Linked DNA regions of Mus musculus: region 2 is linked to region 1. Evidence: chromatin contacts called from public promoter capture Hi-C data. All regions are on one chromosome and are shown on one strand. Each heading gives the region's core, a stretch centred on a gene start, on an enhancer-like site or on the middle of the called end of the contact. The rest is flanking DNA. Distances are from core to core; before and after follow the strand shown. Region 1 overlaps Mfsd13b (major facilitator superfamily domain containing 13B). Region 2 overlaps Otoa (otoancorin).

Region 1 (4,675 bases), core at 1,571-4,070:
AAAGTTCCATCGTGATTACCTGTAGCTTTAGCTGTCTGCATCTGAATGCTTGAGTGTCAGCACATATTGATCCACATCCCTTTCTTCTACTTCTCAATCCAGACATCTTGTTTTTCCTCACAAATTTTTACTATGAAAAATTTTAAACAGAAAAATAGCTTAACGTGCAGAGAAAACTCTTAGAGTAAAGAATTAACACTGTACATATTTGGTTCTAAAAAGTTGTACATTTGATTATTCAATGTGCAAAGAGACACAGAGACACAGACACACACACACACAGACACAGATGCACACACACAGAGACACACACACACAGAGACACAGGTGCATACACACAGAGACACAGATGCACATTCACAGACACACACACACACACATACACACACACACACACACATACACACACACACACACACATACACACACACACACACACACACACACACACACACACACACACACCAGGAACCATATGTACATACTCTAAGGCAGGAGTTGGTTCTCTTTTTCTACTATGTGAGTCCCAGATATTGAACTTAAGTTGTCAGGCCTGGCAGCAAGTGCCTTTATTCACCAAGCCATCTTACTGGTCTCTGACCTAGAACTCTTAATCCAAGTGCTGGTAAAGTTCATATAATCTGATCGCGTTTGTTTTTGTGGTACTGGGGATTACTTTCTGGGCCTTGAGCAGCATCCCCATCATTTAATAGAATCTGAAGGAACTCTTTCATAATCTCAGCTTCTCCATGTACTAGGTGACTATTTTACTTAGTGGGAAAGTTGCTGTAAACCAAACCTAGGTAGCATTAAAAAGCCTCAAGCAAGTTTGTGGTTAGGAAGCCATGATGACAGACTCAGTCAAAGAGTCTCACGGCCACAAATCACCAATTTTATCATTGTGACAGTAAGGGAGGAAGAACAGATGTGTCTCCCTTTCTCTAATTATCTGTGTTCTCAAAAAACATAAAGGCCCAACAGTCAAAATTCTCAACTCCATTTGTACATTAGCATTACAAGCTCCAATGGCCAGGTCACACCCCAAACCAGTTCAATCTAAAACTCTAGAGGTATGATCTAGCCACCAACATCTTCTAAAGTTCCCCACCTTTTCCCATTTGTGAAGCCAAACTAAAGAACCTAGAGATTTACAGTCTTGGGAACAGCGGCTCTGAGTACTAATTCTTGTTGGCTCAGCAACATGACACGTTGGCAGTCTGACATGTTGGCAAACTAGTTTCGTGATACCGAAAGCATTTATAGAGATACAAGCACACACAGGCACTTGGGTATCATTTATCTTTTAAGTGATAACTAAACCTTGGCCTCTGGTGGCCTCATGTGGCACATACTACCTGAAAGTCCAGAGGTTAACTGTAGTACTCAGCAGGTGTGCTTTGCTGAGTTGAGATCTACCAACGTAAATACATGTCACTCTTGCAGATAAGTTTTCTAGCATCTGATCTCTCTCTCTCTCTCTCTCTCTCTCTCTCTCTCTCTCTCTCTCTCTCTCTCTCTCTAGTGTATCTCTATGTAGTCCTAGCGGTCCTAGAGATCACTAAGTTGACCAGCCTGGCCTTGAACTCACAGAGACCCACCTGTCTCGCCTCTCAAGTACTGGCATTAAAAGCATGCACCACCACACCTGGTGATTTCAGTGTTCTTTAGAGCTGTTATTTCTGAGCTAAATGTAGTGGTAATGCCAGTACTTGAGAAGCTGAGTGAGGCAGGAGATTGTATGAGCTCTAGGCCAGGTTCGGCTACATTGTGAGTTCCAGGTGTGTGTGTGTGTGTGTGTGTGCGCGTGCGTGCGTGCGCGCGAGCAAGCGTGCATGCATATGGGTATACCTGTGGCTGTCAGAAGACAACCTGTGGAAGTTGGCTCTCTCTCTTCACTCTGTGGGTCTCAGGGATCAAACTTAGATTATCAACCTTTGGGGTAAGACTCTTCACCTGCTGAGCCATTCACAGGCCATGATATTTACTTCCTAAAGGATTCAGTAATACACTTAATTCTGCAAAAATAGAGTCATCGAATTTGTTAATAGAGATCTATAATTGGGTAATTTGAACAAGAAAACCAGAATAATCCATATGGGGTAAGATATTTCATGTAGTTATAGTGGAAATGTATGACCGTGCTTGGGTATGGTAGCACACATCTGGTTTTTTTGTTTGTTTGTTTGTTCATTTTGTTTTTGAGACAGGGTCTCACTGTGTATCCCTTGCTGCCTTAGAACTTGCTATGTAGACAAGGCTGACCCAGAAATCCCCTGCTTCTGCCTCCTGAGTGCTACTATTAAAGGGGTGTGCCACCACACCTGACAGTGAGTTTGAGGCTATCTTGATCTAAATAGTAAGTTTGAGGCCAGCCAGGGCTACACAATGAGACATTGTGTTAAGAAGAAAAGAAATAGATCATCAAATGTATATAATCTCCTGCTAAAAAATTACATGAACTCTCGGGATGTTGTCCAATGGTTAATCACTTGCCAAGTGTGTATGTGATTCAACCCCTAGCATTGCAAATATGAAGCAGATAGTTTTGAAATTATAGACCAAGCTGCCAGCATATTACACAAGAGAATGCACAATTCAGCTCCAGGGTGATATGGCAAACACCTCCTCCTTTCACTTGCTCAACCAAGTAGATTTATGTTCTTCTTGGCAGACACTCATTGAATTTTTGTAGTGTTAATACTGAGCTGAGAGCTAGAGTCCTAAGGTTTGTTCTTGTTCTGCTTGCATGGTGTTAGGGAGGCAAAAGGGCAAGTCCAGTATACTGAGCTAAGTCCAGAGGTGAGAGAAGCCACAACTACAAACAAACACAAGCCTGTGACTGGCTGCTTGCATGGGATGCAGTAAACACTCCAACTCCATGTGCAGGGAGTGCCCTGCAGTCCTGACCAAACTCCTGCTGCTTCATAGAACATTAGGAATACAAAGGTCGGGCTGGTGAGATGGCTCAGTGGGTAAGAGGTACCCGACTGCTCTTCCAAAGGTCCGGAGTTCAAATCCCAGCAACCACATGGTGGCTCACAACCATCCGTAACGAGATCTGACACCCTCTTCTGGTGTGTCTGAAGACAGCTACAGTGTACTTACATATAATAAATAAATCTTAAAAAAAAAAAAAAAGAAAGAAACACCTGTCATGCTGTGCCTTAAAAAAAAAAAAAAAAAAAAGGAATACAAAGGTCCATTTTCACCAGGGGTCATAGACTGTCAGTTTTATTCACTGGATTACACTGTCATCTACTGGTGTATTGTATATAACTGATTAATAAATAAAAATCATTAGTTTAGAAATAGTTTTTGCTTAGACCTGTTATACTAGCTCACAGGGAGACTGAGGCTGGAGGATTGCCATGAATTTGAAGACAGTCTGTACTATACAGTGAGTTCCAGGCCAGTCTGAACTGTAGTATGTGAACCTATCTAAAAATCCAAACCAAGCCGGGCGTGGTGGCGCATGCCTTTAATCCCAGCACTTGGGAGGCAGGGGCAGGCATATTTCTGAGTTCGAGACCAGCCAGGTCTACAGAGTGAGTTCCAGGACAGCCAGGGCTACACAGAGAAACCCTGTCTCGAAAAAACCAAAAAACCAAACAAACAAAAAAAATCCAAAACAAAACAAAACAAAAAGAATAATGGCTTCCTGTGATCTGGTTTATATATAAGCATGTTTGTTTCTTCCTTTTTTTTTTCCATTCTTTTTTCTTTTTCCATATTAGAGATGTGACCCAGGGCTTGGGGCATATTAGGTAAATGCTCTACCAATGAGCTCAACCCCAAGCTATACAAGTATGTCAAAAATTATATATGCACCATTCCTTCTGAACTCTCTATCCTACCATAAAGATACTTGTACATCCACATTTATTGTGGTTCTATTTATTATATATAGCAATGAATTAGAACCAATCTTTGTGTCCATCTGCAGATGAATGAATAATGAAAATCTGATACATATATAAAATATTATTCAGCTCTAAAGAACACTGAAATCACCAGGTGTGGTAGCACATGCCTTTAATCCCACACATGCCTTTATTCCTAGCATGTGGAAGCCAGAGGCAAGATTTCTTTTTTCTTTTTAATTAAATTTTTAACTTTACATTCCAGTCATAATTTCCCCTCCCTCCTCTCCTCCCAATCCGTCCCACTCACCTCACCTTCCCCCATTTCCCCCTCCTTTTCTCCTCAGAGAAGGCAGTGCTTCCCACAGCTATCAACCTTCCTTGGCATGTCAAGTTGCAGTAGGACTAGGTGCATCTTCTCCTATTGAGCCTAGACAAGGCAGCCCAGTTAGGGGAAAGGGGACCAAAGGCAATAGAATCAGAGACAGCCCATGCTCCAGTAGTTAAGGGTCTCACATGAAGACTAAGTCATACACCTGTTACATTTGTGTAGGCGGCCTAGGTCCTTCCCGGGTGTGTTCTTTGTTTAGTGGTTCAGTCTGTGGAGCCCCTATGGGTCCAGGTTAGTTGATTCTGTAGGGTTTTTTTTATGATGTCCTCGACTCCTCTGACTCCTTCAATCCTTCCCCTCCCTCTTCCACAAGATTCCCTGAACTTCGCCTAATGTTTGTCTGTGGGTCTCTGCATCTGTTTCCATAGCTGCTGGGTGGAGCCTCTCAGAGGACAATTATCCTAGGCTCCTGTCTGCAAGTAAA
Region 2 (5,293 bases), core at 2,369-4,868, 120 kb after region 1:
AAGGGTGAAAACCTGTATTCCAATCCCAGCGCCCACATAGAAGCTGGACATAGAGTGTGAGTGTCTAACACTAGCTCCTCTATGGAGAGATGGGGAGGCGGAGACTGGAGACTCCTCAGAAGCCTGTGAGCTGATGAGTCTGGCACATTCATCTGTGAGCAAGCAGAGAGACCCTGTCTTTAACAAGGTGGCAGGGTGTTAGCCCTAGAGGTTGTGCTCCAACCTTCTCATTCTGTGACACTTACATCACACACATGTGAGCAAACCATGCACACACATGCCCCGCCCCATGACTAAAAAAAAAAAAAATCCCATAACATGTCTAGATTGTAGGATGGCTAAAGTGAGTAACTAACACACCCATTACCTTGTATACATATGTGTGTTTGTATGCCTGGAGAATGTGTAATCTACTCTGAGCTCTTTGTTAACTATAGTCACTGTGGTCTCCAGAACTTACCCTTCTTACCTAACTGAACATTTATATCTGTTGACATTCCTCCCCTGAGTCCTTGATAACCACCACCCCACCTTTCTATGGCTTAATGATATCCTGTGTCCATGTCTGAATATGTCAGTGTTGGTTCTGAGAGGAATGAACCAGGCTGCTTGCGGTCAACCAGCTTGTCTGGCCTGTTGAACTGGATAGTCTTCATATGATCCCTAAGAACATTCACTAGTGAGTGTGTGCTTAGTATCCACTGGGAAGACTCATCCCTGGCTCTGCCTGTCACCCTCATTCTCAGTCACTCTCATTCCTTCACCGTCACATTTCCCATGATGCACCATGATGAATAAAGTGATCCTAGTTCCTAACAGTTGAGAGAGGCAGGCTCATCCCGCACTGTAGCCCACAGCATGCACTGCACTGCTGTATGAAGAGGAGTCGAGTAATTCAGAGGCAAACATCTCACAGAAACGGCCTTCAAACTCCAGTTGGCCTAAGTCTATGTTCTCAACCACTAGATATATTGCTTATAGCTCGGCAGAGTTCCTCTGCTCCCTCATTATTCTGCCATATTTTTTCTTCTGAAGTCTTAGGGCCATCTTGGTGGATGGGGGCAAGGAATCCTGGGAAGAGAGCTATCATTCACCCTATATTTCCACGTGGAAATGAGAGGATTTTAGTATCCCCCTCTCCCTGAATTTCCCCTCCTAGGAGACGAGGTGGCTTAGTGGGATGGGTTTAGATTTAAGTTGCAGCTCTAGCACTTGCTTTTGGGTAAGTCCTCTGACTTCTCTGGTCTCTGTGAACAAAGGGCTACATTAGTTATTTTTCTTGTTGTTGTGATAAAACCTATGACAGAAGCAACTTCAAGGAGAGTTTTACTCTGATGCACTTGATGCACGGTTTCAGAGGAAAGCACGGCGGTGGTGGTGGGGCGTGAGGGTACAGGTCCTTACAGTTTGACCAACCAGGAAACTGAAAACAAGACCAGAAGCAAGACCAGGGTATACCCCCCAGATGTCTGCTCCTAGGGAGCCGCCTCCTGTAGCCATGGTTGCCACCAGCTGGGGAATCAGGTGTTCAGACACATGAGCCTGGGGGTGACATTCCACACTCAACCCATATTATTAATTGCTTTCAAATGAAAACGGTTTTGTTTGTTGAGAGCTGATGATCCAGGTAGGTGGTGCAGGATGAAGTGGGTGAGTGCTGGCTACTGTGCTGTCGTGGTGTTCATGTCTGGATTGCAGGGAAGGGTTGTGGGGCTCTGAGCAACCCCACCAGCCTTTCTCATCTTCCCACACAGGTTGGGGCTGTTGGTTTGTTTCTATGATGGTTTGGAGCTGCTGGATGCCACCCTGGCCCAAGTCCTTCTCCACCAGATGCTCAAGTGCAGCCGCCTCCGGGGCTTCCAGGCTGGCGTCCAGAAGGTACGGATGAGATGCGGGTCGCTGGGTCCTCGGCCTCAGATCCCTCACGTGGCCTGGATTTTGAGAACATGTTATTAAGCACTTCAATCCTGGCAGATGTTGTCCCCAATCCTGGAGGAGAGGAGCATAGGGGGGAATTATGAAAAGCAGTGTAGACAAAACATGGGTGTGTTGAAACACAATCAAAACAGCTAGGGCTAGTTGAAATGAGTGGTAGGAAAGTGGTCGGAGAGTCTTAGCATCTGTATGAGCACAGCCTGGTGATGGATCCTAAGGGCGATCTGCTCAGGGGTTTGGGGTAAGGCCAGCAGTGCTGACAAGTGGCTGAAGGACAGACTCCTCAGGAGTAAAGGCTCTGCCAGACTCCACCACAGGCACCAATGAAACAGGAGGGTCACAAATTCAGGGTCAGCCTGAATAAGGCCTTCTATCTATCTATCTATCTATCTATCTATCTATCTATCTATCTATCTATCATCTGTCTACACACACACACACACACACACACACACACACACACACACGAGATGTAGCTCAATGGTAGATTTTTTTTTTCATAAATTGAATTGAAGGGGCAAAAAAAAAAAAAAAAAAACCCAAACAAAAAACAACCAACCAACCAAACAAAACAACCAGTCACCAAGGCAGGGGCCAAGCTGACAACCCAAATCTGACCCCCAGAAGCACATGGTAGCAGGAGAGAGCTGGCTTCTGAAAGTGGTCCCCTGACTGTGCTTATGGGCCATGGCACATGAGCGACCCAGCTCTTGGTGAATGAATGGATGGATGTGAATGAATGGATGGATGGATGGATGTAAAAGGGAAGGTCTTCAGCTGATCCCAGCATGGGAAGGATGGGAGGAGCCCTGGGTGAGTGTCTGTTATCTACTGAGCTCCTAGACTTGTTTCTGGTCAAATTAGCAAATACAGATGGCTGCCTCCATCCCTTTCTCTCTCCGTCTATTTTAGTTTTTGAGTAAAGTTTGGTTATACACCCCTGGCTGGCTTCTAGTTTGCAATCCTCCTGCCTCAGTCACCTGAGTGCTGGGACTTCAAGCACGTGTTACTGTACCTAGCCTTTTTATTTCTATTTTTTTCTCATTCACGTTTCAGATCTTTTTTTGGTTTTTCGAGTCAGGGTTTCTCTGTGTAGCCCTGGCTGTCCTGGAACTCACTCTGTAGACCAGGCTGGTCTCGAACTCAGAAATCCACCTGCCTCTGCCTCCTGAGTGCTGGGATTAAAGATGTGCGCCACCACACTCGGCTCAGATCATTTTTTTTTTTAATTTATAAATTCGAATCATAATATTAGAATGTTAGTAAAAGAAAATCTTGGTAAAGCCACCAGTGATTCCACAGCAGTTTTTCACACAGAATTCCAAACACCTTGCTGTATTTGATGTCTCCCACCACAGTCATTTATTTGTCAAGGCCTATTTTTGTGTTCAAGGAAAACATGGGTCGGGGTGGAGGTTGGGGGGGGGGCATCTTCTGGTTCCTGGGAAACCGGTTAGGGATGCAGAGCTCAGCAGTTCTCAGACTTGAGTGCTCAGTGGGTTCAGTCCATGGCCTTCACTGGGTTCTGTGCTACCAGCTCAGATCCCTCGTGACCTGGGATTGTGTATTTCAGTCATCATGTGCTGCGAGTAAGCAGGGGATGAGAGCCACCACCCTAGTTCTCACTTCCTTCTGTGCCATGGGAACAACACTGGGGAAGGGAGCCTGCGGAAGAGAGCCTGAAACCAATTCTTCCACTTAGCTTTGCTGCCCCCCAGTGGCAACTTTGAGATTGCATATGTGAAAGTAACGTTATGTGTGCCTGAAATGAATGTTTACACAAATTTATGTGTTACAGCATAAACATTAGGCCATTTTAAACGTTATTTATTATTTATTTTTACGTAATTCTTTATTGTGTGTGTGTGTTGGTGTGCATGTTTATGTGTGTGTGCATGTTTATGTGTGCATATGTGTGCACATGAAGCCTATGGAGGCCAGAGAGCATCACTTGAGAGTCAGTTCTTTTTAATCCGCTGTGTGGGGTCTTGGATCCCGCTGAGGTCACGAGGCTTGGTAGCCAAGTAACTCCACCTGCTGAACCATCTCCCTGGCCTCTCAGTTTTTTGTTTTTATTTTTTGTACAGAGGCTATGATACAGTCGGTGAGTATATATATTACCTTCCTTACCAGAATCAGATGGGAATTCTTGACTGTAATTAGGAAAGTATATCACAACAAAAATAATTTTTTAAGACAGTTTTAGAAACACACAGAAATGTACAAGATGTGATTTAAGTGAAAGTATAAAGCATTAAGTAGTTCACATTATAAATCTGTAAGAACTTCATACTGTATATTTCTAACGACATATAGCCAGTTGGGAAGATATACACCACCCCCTCCCTCCCTCCCTCCACTCCCTCCATCCCTCCCTCATTTTCTTCCTCCCTTCCTTCCTTCCTTCCTCCCTCCCTCCCTTCCTTCCTTCCTCCTTCCTTCTTCCTTCCTTTTTTCCTTCTTTCCTTCCTTTTTTCCTTCTTTCCTTCCTTCTTTCCTTCCTTTTTTCCTTCCTTCCTTCCTTCCTTCCTTCCTTCCTCTTTCCTTCTTCCTTCCTTCCTTCCTTCCTTCCTTCCTTCCTTCCTTCCTTCCTTCCTTCCTTCCTTCCCTTTTTCCTTCTCTCCTTTGGAAAGTGTTCTATGACTGAGCCCTGTGCTCATTTGATCATTTCCATAGTTACTTTCATGAGTTTGGATTTTCACTTTATCTTTCTTGTACTGCTGAGAATTATTTCTTATGCAGATTACATATTAACATGAAAAGGCCCCTGGATAGTTCACAAAAGGAAAGCAACCAAATATATGGATATAGAGTTCAAGATCACAACAGGAAAATAGACTGCTACAAAATGCGGCATAGTCACAAGGGAATAAAATTCTTCCTGCCATGCTTGAAGGTTGATTGAACAACACATTAATATTTAAATGAAACTCAAAGTGAATTTTCAGCACATGAAAGCCAGGCCTGGAGGACGCGTTCCCAAGGGGGCCGTCACTGTCTGACCATGACCAAGAATACCGTGCTTTGCAATCCCTGGGCCCATGTCTAGGGAGGGCAGTATGGAGTCCTTATACCCAGGAGGTGGTTGGAGGGAGCTCCTGCCTTACTTTCTTTCAAGGCTCATGCCAGTTCCTTATCCTTCCAGCTCAAGGCCAACCTCTTGGACATTGCTACAGAGAACCAGACCCTCAACGAGACCCTAGGCTCTCTGTCAGATGCAGTTGTAGGTCTGACCAGCAGTCAGCTGGAATCCCTCTCCTCCGATGCAGTGCACAGCGCCATCTCTACCCTCAACCAGGTTACAGGCTGGGGCAGAAGCCAGATTGTCATCTTGTCTGCCAAATATTTGGCTCAGGAA

What was found. Capture Hi-C pulls out chosen DNA fragments and counts their contacts.
Region 2: a promoter capture Hi-C map of adipose tissue shows a contact between it and region 1. The contact joins two enhancer-like sites. A contact is called at or near these places in 1 of 39 promoter capture datasets (liver), 12 of 484 Hi-C or Micro-C datasets (embryonic stem cells, large pre-B cells, liver and 6 more) and 2 of 9 other capture datasets (adipose tissue and liver).

What each region holds. Positions count from the first base shown.
Region 1 is chr7:121,001,386-121,006,060 of GRCm38.p6, forward strand. The region is part of intron 7 of Mfsd13b (major facilitator superfamily domain containing 13B); the gene reads left to right. Among named protein-coding and RNA genes, the nearest start is that of Gm25924, 21 kb to the right of the region's middle. Within about 2 kb of position 2,821, at least 22 of the 459 cell types and tissues checked have an H3K27ac peak or open chromatin away from gene starts, as enhancers often do. A contact at or near this core is called in adipose tissue, where this site is marked.
Region 2 is chr7:121,116,788-121,122,080 of GRCm38.p6, forward strand. It overlaps Otoa (otoancorin), which reads left to right. Exons shown (of 29, transcript NM_139310.2): 12 at 1,755-1,878; 13 at 5,081-5,293. Among named protein-coding and RNA genes, the nearest start is that of Otoa, 36 kb to the left of the region's middle. Within about 2 kb of position 3,619, at least 39 of the 459 cell types and tissues checked have an H3K27ac peak or open chromatin away from gene starts, as enhancers often do. A contact at or near this core is called in adipose tissue, where this site is marked.